Linked DNA regions of Zea mays: regions 2 and 3 are each linked to region 1. The links are chromatin contacts, called in public Hi-C maps. All regions are on one chromosome and are shown on one strand. The core of a region is the stretch at or near the end of the contact, and the rest is flanking DNA. Distances in the headings are between cores, read along the strand shown.

Evidence for each region. A called contact is a pair of places that touch in the nucleus more often than the background predicts.
Region 2: a contact with region 1 is called in a Hi-C map of tassel, with 2.9 times the contacts expected there. The contact joins the promoter of LOC100191905 here to the promoter of LOC103631010 in region 1. A contact is called at or near these places in 2 of 25 Hi-C or Micro-C datasets (root tip and tassel).
Region 3: a Hi-C map of endosperm shows a contact between it and region 1, with 3 times the contacts expected there. The contact joins the promoter of LOC100274414 here to the promoter of LOC103631010 in region 1. A contact is called at or near these places in 2 of 25 Hi-C or Micro-C datasets (ear and endosperm).

Annotation. Positions count from the first base shown.
Region 1 is chr1:4,290,402-4,295,137 of Zm-B73-REFERENCE-NAM-5.0, reverse strand. LOC103631010 (histone H4) reads right to left here and starts at 2,155. Exons shown (of 1, transcript XM_008652034.3): 1 at 1,432-2,155. The coding sequence starts at 1,970. The coding sequence ends at 1,659.
Region 2 is chr1:4,673,425-4,678,160 of Zm-B73-REFERENCE-NAM-5.0, reverse strand. It overlaps LOC100191905 (Peroxidase 64), which reads left to right and starts at 2,614. Exons shown (of 2, transcript NM_001137329.1): 1 at 2,614-3,387. The coding sequence starts at 3,145. It also overlaps a transcript of LOC100381417 not described here.
Region 3 is chr1:3,957,274-3,962,009 of Zm-B73-REFERENCE-NAM-5.0, reverse strand. LOC100274414 reads left to right here and starts at 2,549. Exons shown (of 5, transcript NM_001148773.1): 1 at 2,549-2,806; 2 at 3,293-3,554; 3 at 3,652-3,851; 4 at 3,935-4,122. The coding sequence starts at 2,694.

The DNA of each region.
Region 1 (4,736 bases), core at 906-3,405:
GGACTGTGGATTGCGTTTTCAAATCGTCTGCCCCACATGGATATGCAAATCTTCATCTAGTCAGAAAGGTTCACGTCAAAATGGTGTATGCATTTGTTACATTAAAAAATGGTGCATGCATTTTATTCACTAGAAGGCTGGTGCAAAGTCATAGGTTCTAAGCCGCCTCTCCATATTTACGGGAGAAAGGGTTACCTCAATTTATATCTTCTCTAGATCTCACTCATGTGGGATCCTACATGCATTTTATTCGCTCACACATATGGCTAGTTTCAGATCACTACTGTGAAAAGAAATGTAAACAAGATATCATCATATTTAAATAATATAATTAAAACAGTTGGTTCAGTATATGTTTGTTAAATATGATTTAAATCTTGTTTAGTATATCTTCTCTAGATCTCACTCATGTGCCAAAATCTTGTTTACATTTCTTTTCATGTGAAACATTATATGTTTGTTCAGTCAAAGTGACATACGCAAGCCAACTGTTAATAAGATTTTGGCACATAGATGAATCTGTCTGGTCCTAAAGTTCGGCTGCTTTTGTCCAGCGATATGCAGAAGATTGGAGAAGGTTACAGGTAGAACAGCCCAGTAAGACTGAAACCAAGCATCAGAGCAACACTACTGATTTAGCAAAACTTTCTGTAACCAGATAAGAAAAACAGGCTCTATATTTTCCATCCAAGTGCTGGAGCACACACATGACACTACACACCGTGCCATATTGTCATTTCGCCAAAAGGAGACAATACTGTGCTGCCTGCTGAGATGTGTGATCGCAACAAGTGCCACACGATCAAATAACTTCAATTGATTAAACCTTGCACAGTTAAATCAACTGGATGAAACGAGGGGGTGATGGGTGGAACAAGCATACCTGTGCGTAACTGCGTACGCGGATGCTGGAGCTGATCACGCCGCAGCGGAAGGTGGGCCTTGTGGAGAGCAAGCAAATCAGTTGGGGGGTGGAGGTTGGGGGACCAGCTGCCGGCTGCCGCCAACGCGAAGGCAGCCGATCGAAGGCGGGGGCACAGCCATACCAGCGGCGAGGGTTGCGACCACTGGCGCAGTGGCCCGCCTGGCCTCTAGTCCCATCGCTAACAACAAAATCGTCGGGATCGCTACCGCCGCAGCGGCCGCCAGGCGAGAAGTGACATGGAAAGGACCGCGTCCAGGGAACAGGATATTCTAAGCCCGTGGAACGCCACGCTGCACCCCCTTTCACGAGCCACTCTGGCGCCCAAACATTGTTGCGAATTCGACTCGCCAAGCCGAAAAACGACTGTTGCGAATTTTGATTGCACAAGTGCAAAATTGCCGCCCATATCCAATTTCGAACCAGATTCAGACAGCTCCAAAATAAGCCAGACAGAGTGCAGTTCAGAGCATTGGTTTTCGAAAAGGCTTGCGCCATTAGTGCAAAACTAAGATCCAAAGATGGAATATGGGCCAATTGAACAATCGAACAGAGATCCATTCCCACACGATTGGAATTCCATTTCACACCAAAGAACGGATAGCCAGAGAGGCTACAGACACCAGACAACTGCTGACCCTAGCACCACCGACCGACCCGCACAGGGGTCAAGGAACCAGTGACGACGCCAGAGCGGAGAGTGGGGGGCGGGTCGAGCATGGCCTAGCCTAGCGCCCTAGCCGCCGAAGCCGTAAAGGGTGCGGCCCTGGCGCTTGAGCGCGTAGACGACGTCCATGGCTGTGACGGTCTTGCGCCGGGCGTGCTCCGTGTAGGTGACGGCGTCGCGGATGACGTTCTCGAGAAAGATCTTGAGCACGCCGCGGGTCTCCTCGTAGATGAGCCCGGAGATGCGCTTCACGCCGCCCCTGCGAGCCAGCCTCCGGATGGCCGGCTTCGTGATGCCCTGGATGTTGTCGCGGAGCACCTTGCGGTGGCGTTTCGCGCCGCCCTTACCCAGGCCCTTGCCTCCCTTGCCGCGGCCCGACATGTCTGGGGGAGCAAACAGATCGAACTCGAGAGGAGGCGGGTGGTGGTAGAATCAGAAGTCGGCGGCGGTAAACGGGAGCCGGGCTGAGTGCTACTTGTAGGCTGTAGCGGCCTCCAGGCGGGAGGGGGTGTGCGCTTGGGCGCGAGGAGGGAGGGAGTGCAATCCGTGGGAGGTGGAGTTCGGCGCGTCGGATCCGTGATGGATGGATGGGGCTGCGTGGAAGCGAGTGGGGTGGATTCGTGACGTGGCAAGGATCCCGGAGGGATGCGCGGCGTTGGATTGGTTCGTGGGGGATGAACCCGGATCGCTGACGTCACGTGGGTCTGTTTTCCAGGAGTGGGCTTGAGATGGGCCGCGGGAATGGGAGATTGTGGCGTCGCCGTTAAATCCAATGGACTTTTCTTTTCCAAAAAAAGCATTTCCTTTGCTAATGAAAAACGTATGTCCTACAGTGTGTTAGAGCAACTAAAAAAAAACTCGCGAAGGGCTCACGGCATAGTGGCAAAGGCCACTGCCCACTGGCCGGCAGCGCTCCTGACTAAGATTTAAGTCTGAGTGGCGCGTCATTTATCTAGGAAAATATAGTACACACGCGTATGCCTTCAGCGGTATTACGCATGCTCACTTATTAAAGGTCTAGAGCTCTAAATTAATTTAGTGTGTGTGCGTGTATGTGGTGTGTAGTGGTGTGAGTGTGTGTGGCGTCTTTGTACCCTATCAAAAAACACCAAAAAGTCTCTATATTCTTACTAATTGATATTTGATATGAATAGAAATTTTTACAAAAAATATCAATAACCTATTTAAATGGTTATTCAAATATAATCATCTTATATTCTGTGTTTCTCGCTAGACAGAGATAAAAATATGAATGACTATCTACTGTGTAAACAAGATATAGAAAAAGCTATTAAAATTTCGTAATACCTTAGACCTTAGTACTACAAACATTCTCAATATCTCTTAAGTAACAATCTTGCTAATGAATGTTAGTGCCTTCTGAACAAGAAAAAAGGCATTTTCCTCTTGAGAATTTTTCATGACTACAAAACAGTGGTCATATTTGTGCTCCAAACGTTCTTCCTCAAGCCTTGTTTTTTTTTTTTATACTTTCTTGGAGAAGATCCATTTTTTTAAGATGCAATGCAACCTTAGATTCTAACTCCTTGTTCCAACTACCAACCCAACGTGTGGTATGTGAATTTATGGATTATACGAAACTAATTTTGTTGTTTTCATCTTTGAACTCGGGTATGATGGCAACTTCACGGTCATTAAAACATTACAACTCCATCTGTCATAAGGATATATGATTCTAGTTTTAGGATAGGTAACCAGAACTAGTTGTATATCGGTATATGAAAGTTTGCGACACAATTTGGACAAGTGTCTAGGCACGACCGATTATCGAATGTTTGTTTTATATTGGAGACTGAAAATAATTAGGGTGACATTACGAAAATGCTACGATTTACTATGTCACAACCGTCCCTGGCTTGATTACTTACCGCTACACTGTGTTATGTGCAATTACAACTAGGCTTGTAGGGTTTAGGTTTTATGGTTTGATAGGAATGTTCTTATGTGCGACTGCTCAGTCAAGATTTGATGGGAATGGGGTATGCATTTTTTATGGAAAGATAGGATGTTTTCCTCTTGTGACTTTTGAATCTGAGGTCTGTGATAGTGTGGATCATCCTAAGAGTAGGTGCCTGGTTTTGGAACTTCAAGATAAGATTTTGGAACCGATCTTAGATAAAGATAAGATTTTGGATCATCCTAAGAGTAGGTGTCTGGTTTTTAATCATCTCAAACAGAGACCCGGATGCATCTATCTCAGCGGATTCGCGGCTGTGGGGCTGGGTTTTTTCCATATTCCAGTGACTGTCAAGAATCCGGCAAAGAGGGAGGGCCTTGACGCAGTGATCAGAGTTACCGAGGGCGAGCTTACTGAGGTGGAAGTTACTGCTGAACTGAAGCGCCTAATACCTGGGACACAGGATTGGAAGGTGCAAATGGTTCAGTCTAACGTGTTCCGGACAGCTTTTCCTTCCACAACTGAGCTACAGCGTCTGGTGGAATGGGGAACGGTTCACTCAAAGAAGAAAGGGGTTCTTTTTCATTTTGAGGAAAAGCAATCGGAAAAACCGTGCAAGGTGGTGAACAGCTACTGGGTGCAGGTGTTGGGTATACCGTTGGTGTATCGTACTTTCCCAACAATTTGGGCAGTGGGCAGTTTGCTGGGTACATCTATTGATGTGGACATGAAACACACCAGGCAATTTGAGGTTGGTAGAGTTCAAGTTATGATTCTTGATGCTAATCTTATTCCCAGCACGGTGGACGTGGTCATTGGGGAGGAAGTATACCTTCTGTCCTTCCGCGTTGAAGATGGGAATGGGGGGCTTCTGTCTGAGACTGATAATGATGAGAGAGGGTTCAATGATGATGAAGATGACCTGTTGGGGGATGAAGATGGCGATGATCTTAAAGGGGATGGTCCTGGTCAGCTTGGAAAGACGGGTGATCGGGCTCCAGCTGCTCGCACTGGGGGAACATTAACCCATCAATCCAAGACTAGAACTGCTCAGGGGGCTGCTTTGGATGAGGAAAGTGGAATGGGGTTTGTGGTAGTGTCGGGTGTGCAGCAAGGGGCACAAGACGGGGTAGTGGAACCGAACCAAAGAGGGACCTGTAGCGCTCAAGAGTTGGCTGTCATTCCTGAAATGTTGGCGGGTAGCAAGTCCACCCGGTCTAGCAAAAGAA
Region 2 (4,736 bases), core at 1,365-3,864, 380 kb before region 1:
ACTCACCTTTCGCATGGACCACTCAGTTTGTCACTGAAAATACTTGTAGGCGGGCGTGATCCCCTTGCGCATGGTACAGAGCAAGACGCTGAGCTGGATATTCTGATAATCCCGTATACTCCAACAGAAACTACAGAATGGAATCAAGTTGTACCTGCGTTTCTGCTGCTCAAAAATTGCGAGATGGACCATGGACGTGTGTTGTTTGGCAACAACGACGCAACCAGCACGGACAAGAAGGGGGGACATGCAGTCTCTCGAAACCTGTCCTATACAATTAGAAAGAAAAAAAAGAGGGAAAATAAAAGGAAAAGAACGCGAGGGCAGGGCCGGCCGGTCGGTCGGTGCCTGCGCCGCACTTTTGTCATGTGCCTAGCACAATCGAGGGCCTCACCTGCCCGCCTACCTAAAAAATAGTCTTTTGGACATTAATGATCACGAGCGAGCTGGGCTGCCAAAATGCTGCATGATTCATGTTTTGTGAAAGACAAAGCTGCATCATTGATTGATTAGCGCCTGAGGCTTGAAAGGAGGAGGGGGGAGAGAAGGAAAAGAAGCTTGCGATTTGGCCACTGAAAGTGGATCCAACTTTGCACCCAACAGCCAGCATGGGGAACCTGATCCGGCCAGGGCGTGCACACGATAACGAAGGGCTTTACGTTCTTTCCTCGTAAAAAAAAAGAGAAGAAAAGAAAAGACGATGATCATGCTCCGATGATCCCTACCCAGCACAGTACAGACTACAGAGTACAGACTGATTCGAAGCACAAGATGCTGTGAATTCCGGGTTCAGTCTCAGTTCCAGTAGCGCTGGCGCTGCCAAGGGCCAAGCCTGGATACTGAACTACTGAAGCTTCGCGTGAGCGCCCCGCACCGGAGTTCGTCTTCCTGGAATTGGGGTCAAATGATCTACTGACTGATTGGCCACTGATGGCGACGGCACGGACCTGATGGACCTGCCTCCATGTGCAGCACCGCGCCGGAGCCGGACTGGAGTAGCAGGAAGGAGTACGAAGACAGGCAGGCGGAGCCGCGGAGGCATGGACCTGAATGAAACTGGCAGTACATAGCTGCTAGCTTAGCACTTGGCAACGCGCCAACGCCGTTATTTGCTGTAGCAGAAGCCGAGGCTGAGCTGGGATGACGTTACAGTAACAGTTACCACAGCGCTGTACCTAAGTGTCAGTCTGTAACAATAATAAAAAAAGGTGCTGTAACAACAAACAACAGTGAAAAAAGAAGGTTCCACTCCAGTCTCCAGCTCCCAGCTCCGCTTCCACACCGGCAGTGGCTGGTTCAGATCTCAGAGATCTTCAGCATTCCATGCATTCGGTTCAGAGAGACAGAGTCTAGCTATCTTTCTTTCTTCAGTACGTGACCCGGCTTTACCAGCCAACAAACTGCGTGGACCAGACGGCGGGCTCTGCACTGGTGGATGCATCCATCCATGCTTCCTTTTGGGTAAAGCTTGAAGAATGGCGCCTGGCGCGGCTGTAGAAAAGCTCTCTGCCTCCTTTTTTTTTTTAACGTGGAAGGCACTCGGATGTGAGGCTTCTTTTTTTTTTTTTAACCCCACTTCTGATGCCAGAATCTATTGTGGCCTCGTCAGCTGCCTGCTCCTAACTAACTAACCACACGTGTACGCACGAGCACTCGTAAACTTGTCTTTGTTACGGACTACTACTAGCTAGCACTCATACCAAGCATATATATGGCGCAGAGGGGAAAAAAAAAGAATGGCATAATCATGCGTCTGAAGAAAGGCTTTCTCAATGATCCATATGCAGTACGTGTAAGTATTATAATGTAATGTAACGTAGGCGCGCGGCTAGGAGTCTAATCCGTCCACGAAGCAAACAAATGCATGTTCGGGTGCCCGCGGATTTGGGGGTAGCTGGCGTGATCTATCGCGCGTTTCCCGGCCGCCTGCTGACGCTCGTCGTGGACGACGAAAACTCTCAAGAACATGATGATGATGCCTCATAAGCACTGCACTGACATTGATTACCTTACTTTGTCAAGCAACCGGGGCCGACATCTGTACGTATTTTATTATAAAGTTATGAGCGTTAATCATACGAAATAAATAAAACAGATAGAGGCGGACAAAGTTAATCATAAATGTACGTTAGGATTCATGATAATGAATCCTAAATTTATGACCCACTGTTGTACGCATTCGTAGCTTGCATGCATGGGAATTGGGAAGAAAGTTCCATGCCGGATAGTAACTCTGAAAACAGAAGGATAGCTCGCCAATGCAAGTCGCCAGGCGACAAGATGGACGCTTTTCCATCATGCGTCAGTGCAGCAGATCAAAACCCAAAAAGGCATGAACGACCATTTGTACAGATCCCATGCGTGCATCGTTTTAATTCTTCCTTGTTGAGCGTCTGCTTTTCTTTTCTTTCATCCCTCTCGCAAATCTCAATCAATCATACACCACAAGGGCCCGCACCCGTCTCTCCCTCTCTCTCCTCGGCTCCACACTACTAAGCAGTATCGATGGCCCCCTCCCACATGGGATGTGCATGCACCCCCACTATGCCAGTTGCCCTATATATAAAACCGCCTGGACCGACCGGAGTCCCACTAGCTCCACTCCACCACACACACCGCGCAGCTAGCTGTCACCGGAGCAAGAAGGAAGAAAAACCAGCGGCACCGATCGATCGACGACACGCGCGCGATCGAGGTGAGGAGCGAAAGAAAAGGTGGCCTTTTCGAAGCCGCCGGACGGAGTGTAGCGCTAGCTAGCTCCCCAGGCCGGAGAGGAGGATGGTGGGACGAGGAGCGGCGACGGCCCTCGTGTGGGCGGCGGTGGTGGCGGTCGCGACGGTGGTGTCGCGGGCGCAGCAGCTGCAGGTGGGGTTCTACGACACGCTGTGCCCGGCGGCGGAGATCATCGTGCAGGAGGAGGTGAGCAAGGCGGCGTCCGGCAACCCCGGCGTCGCCGCGGGCCTCCTGCGCCTCCACTTCCACGACTGCTTCGTCAGGGTCAGTGCGCCAAGCGGCTAATTATTAAGCAAGCTAGCTAGCCGCCCTCCTCGAGTGATCCAATGCAAAGTGGTTGGTGGTGGCGGTGGTGGTGTCACGTACTGTGGGGACGGGCCGGCCGGGTGCCTCGATTGCGCGCGTAGCTGCATGTGGATCCTCCTTCCTCTCTGTTCATTATTACGCGTATTATTGGTATTGCAGGGGTGCGACGCGTCGGTGCTGCTGGACTCGTCGGCGGGCAACCAGGCGGAGAAGGACGCGGCGCCCAACGCCAGCCTGCGCGGGTTCGAGGTCATCGACAGCGCCAAGACGCGGCTGGAGCAGGCCTGCTTCGGCGTCGTCTCCTGCGCCGACGTCCTCGCCTTCGCCGCCCGCGACGCCCTCGCGCTGGTACGCACTGCTCGTCCCCTCACTAGCTAGCTGCTCTTCCACTAGCTAGCAGCTTCTCCGGTTCTCTTTGGTCAGCGCTAGGTAACAACGTAACAAAACTATTCCCATCCCAAGGTAGAGCGAAATCGGTCTAGGATCACGCGCAGTGAGTACGTACGTGAGTGAAGAGGCATGGCCCAGCCGCGCCTTTCTGGACGCTTCCTTTCTTTTTCATCAAATATAAAAGGATGTGGGGGATGGATGGTTGCCATGAAAGCAGCTTTGGAATGGAAGGCTGTCCAGCCTTTGGCAACTCCACCCAACAATGCCATGTCCTGCACTGCACTGCACGTACTGCCTCGGAAGCAAGCACGCACGGCCGGCACACGGTGGTATAGATGGCCAAAAAGCACGAGGCCCGTGAGCCCGGCACGAAGCCCGCTTTTTGGGCCCGGTCCGAGCCCGGCACGGTAAAATAAGTGGGCGGGCTTGGACAGGAAACTAGGCACGGCGGGCTAGCCCGGCACGGCCCGTTTACCTCTAAGCCCGTTAAGCCCGTTTTTTTACACTAAAACGTGCTTTTCGGCCTGTTTAGCCCGCTTTTTGGTCCGTTTTTTCGTGCTAAACGGGCCGGCCCGGCCCGTTTAGGCCCGCTACGGGCCGGGCTTGGACAGAAACTTAAGCCCGATGGCTCAGCAGGCCCGGCCCGGTTTTGGCCGGGCTTCACCGGGCCCGGGCCGGGCCGGGCCGGGCCGGCCCGTTTGGCCATCTCTACACGGTGGCAGAGAGGAGAGAAGGTGACTCGAGGCGAGCCGTCCTTTTGCTTTAGGTGCACCTCGGTTTTGCTTGGCTCGGTTCGTACGTTACCGCGCGCACGGGCCTAACCTAACGGCCGGTGGGTGTCCGTAGCAGCGGCGGCACATGCTCGTGTCGTCGTGTCGCCCTCCATGGCTCAGCATAGCTCCAGTTCCCTCGAAAACCTTCTTCTGGAGGTGAGGATGGCATTAGGAGCTGGGAGAGTGCACTGCACTGCTCAGCGGTAGGGATTCTCCACTTGCCTTGGGCTTCGATTCAGCTGATTCTATGGCAGGATCAAACCTGCTGGTCAACAGATTTGATACGGTTAAGCCAACAGATATAGCCTTCAGTGTTAAACTAAACATGCTGCTTGCTCGAAGTTGCTGCTACAGTTTTTTTCCTTTTTCTTTTTTGTTGGGAACCATCAGCTCAGCAGGCGAGAGGAGAGTGAGGTCGGTGTCACACCGTCGTCACTCGTGGCAGTTGCAGGTAGCCCAGAGAGCGTAGCGTAGGCAGCAGAACTTTCCATTTCCCAGCTGCCAAACAGAGCACGCCGCTATACCTGACACGGA
Region 3 (4,736 bases), core at 1,300-3,799, 330 kb after region 1:
AACCGCCACAACGGGCAACCGGTGGCAGGGCGGCTGAACGAAATATTCGTAGCTTGTCATTCGATTTGTGGTCAATTTAATGATGAGCTAATCCGCGAGCTATCATATTTTAATAAAACAAAACAAAACTATATACATATCATTTAAGTAACAATTAATAAACATGTTATAGGTATGCATGTTGTCTATGTTTATGAGTTAAACTAATGATTGATAAACTATGTCTATGTATTAGATTAGTCTATGCGAATATAATTGTGGATTAAACTAATGAATATGTGTGTGAATTGATGAGTGATGAGTAACATTGATGTGGATTGTGAAACTATAAGTATAATTACTATTTTCTATTGTTAAATTAATTTAGAATTAACTAGAAATTGATTATTATATACATATTTTTTTGCTCTAGCTCATTCGAGTTGACTTCGTGACTCGTTAGCTTAACAAGTCGAGCCGAGCCAAATCGAACTCAAACGAGTAAGCCAAGCTGGCTCGATATTCAGCCCTACCGACGGCGTTGAGCAGGGTCGTGCCTAAGATTTTGGGGATCCTGGATGAAAGCTTATATAGAGGCCCTATAAACCAAGGTATATATAATAACTATATATATATGTATAGTATAATTATAAGCACACATTTTGATGCCCCAAACGATAAACATAATTAGCTAGCTATTGTCTATGTTATACTCGTATGCGCGAAGGTCGATCCTCGATGACGAGTCCTATCACTTGTTGTCCTGCCTAGTCCTTTGGTGATGTGGTAGCTACACCGTGGCAGAAATTATGTTTTCTAAATGTATTTTGTTCTGAGTCCTAACTTGGGAACTGGATTACGTGAGCATGCCAACAACTGCTTTTGCTTTATGTTACGTGAGCAGGATAGTAGAGGCTGGACTGTCCGCTTAGCATGGGATGGTTGGGCCAACAAAACGATTGCTGTTTGGACAAATTAAATAACTAAATACTATATTTAAGTATATACCTGAGGAAGGCCTAATATTTTGGGGGGTTAGACGCCCGCTCGACTTGACCCCTCTCAGTTATGGCCCTAGTGGTTAGACTATCTCCAGAAAATTCCCTATCACATTTCTTATTTTATTCTTTATTTCAAACTTCTCTCTAATTAGAGCATCTCCAGCAGAACACATAAAAAAATCCCAAAAACTAATTACGGGGGGCATACTTAAACTGATTAGAGATGGAACAAATTGTTTACTCCAGCAGTTCCCCAAAATCTATTGAGATGTGACGACAACCAGGAAATGTAATTAGATACTGTAGAATTTGTAAGACAAATGACAGGTAACAGTACCGTCTCGCAGATCAGGGAACAGTCATGGTGATGCACTGTACCTGTCTTGCTTTGGTTGATGGATTACCGTAATGCTACAAAATCAGTCTTTCGGAAGGAATCAAATCGCTCATAGCCCATAGGGTCCATAGGGATGGACATGGACAGCTTGGTCGCTGGCGGGAACGAGGCGCACTCGCCGGGGAGGCCCGGCTAGGAGCCCCTCAATCTAGGCTGCTCGTCAAAGAAGGGTTGCGGTGTCAGGCCCTCCTTCTTCGCGGATGCGGAGTCCATGACCGCCAAGTCCGCATTGCTTCACTGTCCTGGATTGATTGTGCAGGCATAATCGAATCCGAAGACTCTCGTGGCTGCATCTCACACTCCCGGTCGTCACCGCTGACACCACCTCCGCCGCCACAGAAACCTCCTCCCTCCACCGTTGCTCCGCTTTCCTCAGTCAACAAAAAAAAGGCGTGCATCGCGGGAAAGGATGTGCGCGCAGATTTGTTCTCACGTATATCTGTGGGACTCTAGTACGTGTTTGCGGGTTGCCAAAAAATGCGAGGAGGAAGGGGTTCCGTTGGAGTAATGAAATCAGCATTTCTCTTCCAAAAATGGTTTTGGGAAGCCTGTGTGTGTTTCATCCAAGGCGATTCCTATTTTTCGCACCCAAGGCGATTCCTCGACCACGCACATGCACAGGTAGGTAGCCCGCTGTTTCCGCCCGAGAATACGTGTTCTCATGTTCTCTCTGCCTGCACTTCCTTGGACTCCATCGGAGCCTCCACCGCCCGTGTCGGACCACGGATCCACTTGCTGGAACTGAAAGAAACACAGCCCATGGGCCAGCGGCGAGGCCCGTGTATGTCATTTTCGGCTCAGCGGAGACGGACACCAGACAAATGCATCCTTCCGATTCTGAAGCCAATTATGTGTGGACCTATTTATTGCAGATGCGCCGCGCTATGCAGTTTGTGCACCCGCAGGCGGAGGCGGAGCAGCAGAACACACGCAAGGCAAGGACAGACACGTCGTTAGGACCAGGAAATGCCAGCAGGCAAAAGAACACGGCGCGCGCGCGCGCACACCCAGACGCGCGACGGCGCGAGTCACTTCCTCCACCCGGGGCCGGCGCCCGGCTGCCTGTTGTGCTGTCATCGTCGTCGTCGCATCACGCCCCCGACCGATCTGCTCCCCCAAACAACACGGACGCACACGCGCGCGCGCAGGGAATCAATCACGCACACGCGCACGCACCGCCACCCTTCCCGAAAAGTCTCCTCACCTCCCGGTCCCGGCCTCCCTTCCTCTCTCTCCCCCCCTCTCAAACATCCCCGCGCCGATGGATCTCCGCCTCGCCCACTAGGCCTCCGGCGCGACCGAGGGTGGGCAGGGGGATGGGGCTCCTCGGGCGGAGGACGTTGCTGCGGCTCCTCGCCCTCGCTTCCGCGGCCGTCGCCGTCGCCGTCACCGTGGAAGCCTACGAGGGCGACGCTGATCCGCTCTACAGGTGCGAGATCCCCCCACCCTGCCTCCTCCGCTGCTTACCTTCGCACGCTGCTTGGTCTCGCAGCCTCGCTTCCGCTCCGCTCCCACGGGCGGCCTTTCCCTTCTATCCCTAATCCAATCTCTAGTTATATTCGCGATCGCTACTCGCCGAACCTTGGACGGCTCACCTCTCAGTCTGATGAAACTTAGCGGATTATGTTCGTCTGTCTATGTGCGAAGGCGAACCTTCGGGGTTACTCCGTTTTAGGCCTCGCTGGACATCCCAGTGCTGTCCGTCTCGGTGCCTCTGGTGGTTTCAGCGAAGGCGAGCGGTTCCGGAAAGGAATAAAAATGGTGCTGTCTGTCTTCGCCTCTTGGCTACTGGCATTGGGGGTGTATAAGTTCTGATTACGCTACATGATTCAGAGTTATATATTATCACCTTTTCATGGTACGGTCCCAAAGGTTGAGCTAGCACAACTACCTCATTTTCCCATATTTTTACCAGAGCTTGTGTGGAAGGATGCCAAAAGACAGGCTCCCTGAAGGAGACTTCTATTAAACATTGTATGGTGCCAACCGATGGCCAACCTGTTGACAAGTCATGGTACACGCATGAGCCACTGTACTTGCAATGGAAGGACTGGAACTGCAAGAGTGAATGCAGATACCACTGTATGATGGAAAGGGAGAATGAAAGGGCAAAGCTTGGCCTCCAGCCTGTTAAGTATCATGGAAAATGGCCTTTGAAGCGTGCCTCTGTGTTTCAGGTAGTCTATTTATTGCCTCTTTGAACTGGAGTTCTCACCTCTTGTGTTTCCCTTTCACTTCCTTGTATAAACTGTATGCCTCTGCTTTCATTATCAGGAACCTTTATCTGCAGCTCTCTCTGCGCTTACTCTTGTTGTGCAATTTAATGGGTGGCTATCATTTTTCCTCTTGCTTTATTATAAACTTCCTCTGCGGCCAGAAACTCACAAGACATACTATGAATACACTGGCTTGTGGCACATCTATGGGCTCCTTGCCATGAATTCATGGTTCTGGAGTGCCATATATCACAGTTGGTAGGCTCTATCACAATGGATACATCTTTTCAGATGAATTGCCTGTTGCTAACTCATTGACCAAGATCTGGTATCTATTGCAGTGACACAATTTGGACAGAAAAACTATATTTTTCATCAGATGCTGCCTTTCTGGGGTATTCCCTCATTTTGGCGATACTGCGGACTTTAAATTTAAGAGACGAAGCATCTAGAGTTATGGTTGCCGCTCCTATTCTAGCATTTGTGACAACCCACATTCTGTACCTCAACTTCTACGAACTTGACAAAGGTAATCTTGGGCATGACCGCTGATACTTGCACTCCTGACACTATAAAAATAGCGGTATTGTTTCTGCACACTTTGTTTTTTTACCAGCACTAAGTATGTAACCCAGATTATATGATATATAAAATTCCATTAGTATGCTAGATTGGAATCTTAGTACCTGACTGGTTGATTACTGAGTTATGTGTACAAAAAAAATACAGCCTCTTTGAAATGCGAGATTCTACAAACACAGGAATAGGAAAAGCATAGGAATATAATGCACCAACATCTTGAATCGTATGGACTGAAAATACTTAGGCCCTTAACCTGCGTTCCAAACAGGCCCTCAATAAATTGCAAGATTGAATGTCTGGATGGAGCACAGAAAAAAAATACAGGAATTCAATGAGAGTGACACAAAGGAACCGTTCCAATTTCCATGAGGTTCAACCTATTGGTAGAATTCATCCAAAATTCTTATGAAACAAACTATTCCACTGGAATTTTTGTAGGATTCATCGAAACCCAATCTTATGTTCTAAAGGTCTTCATAGGAAATTTACCTTTAGGATTCCGTTCTTTTTATAATTCCTCCATTTTTTTTGTCTGTTCCAAAGGGGTTTCAAATTGAATTT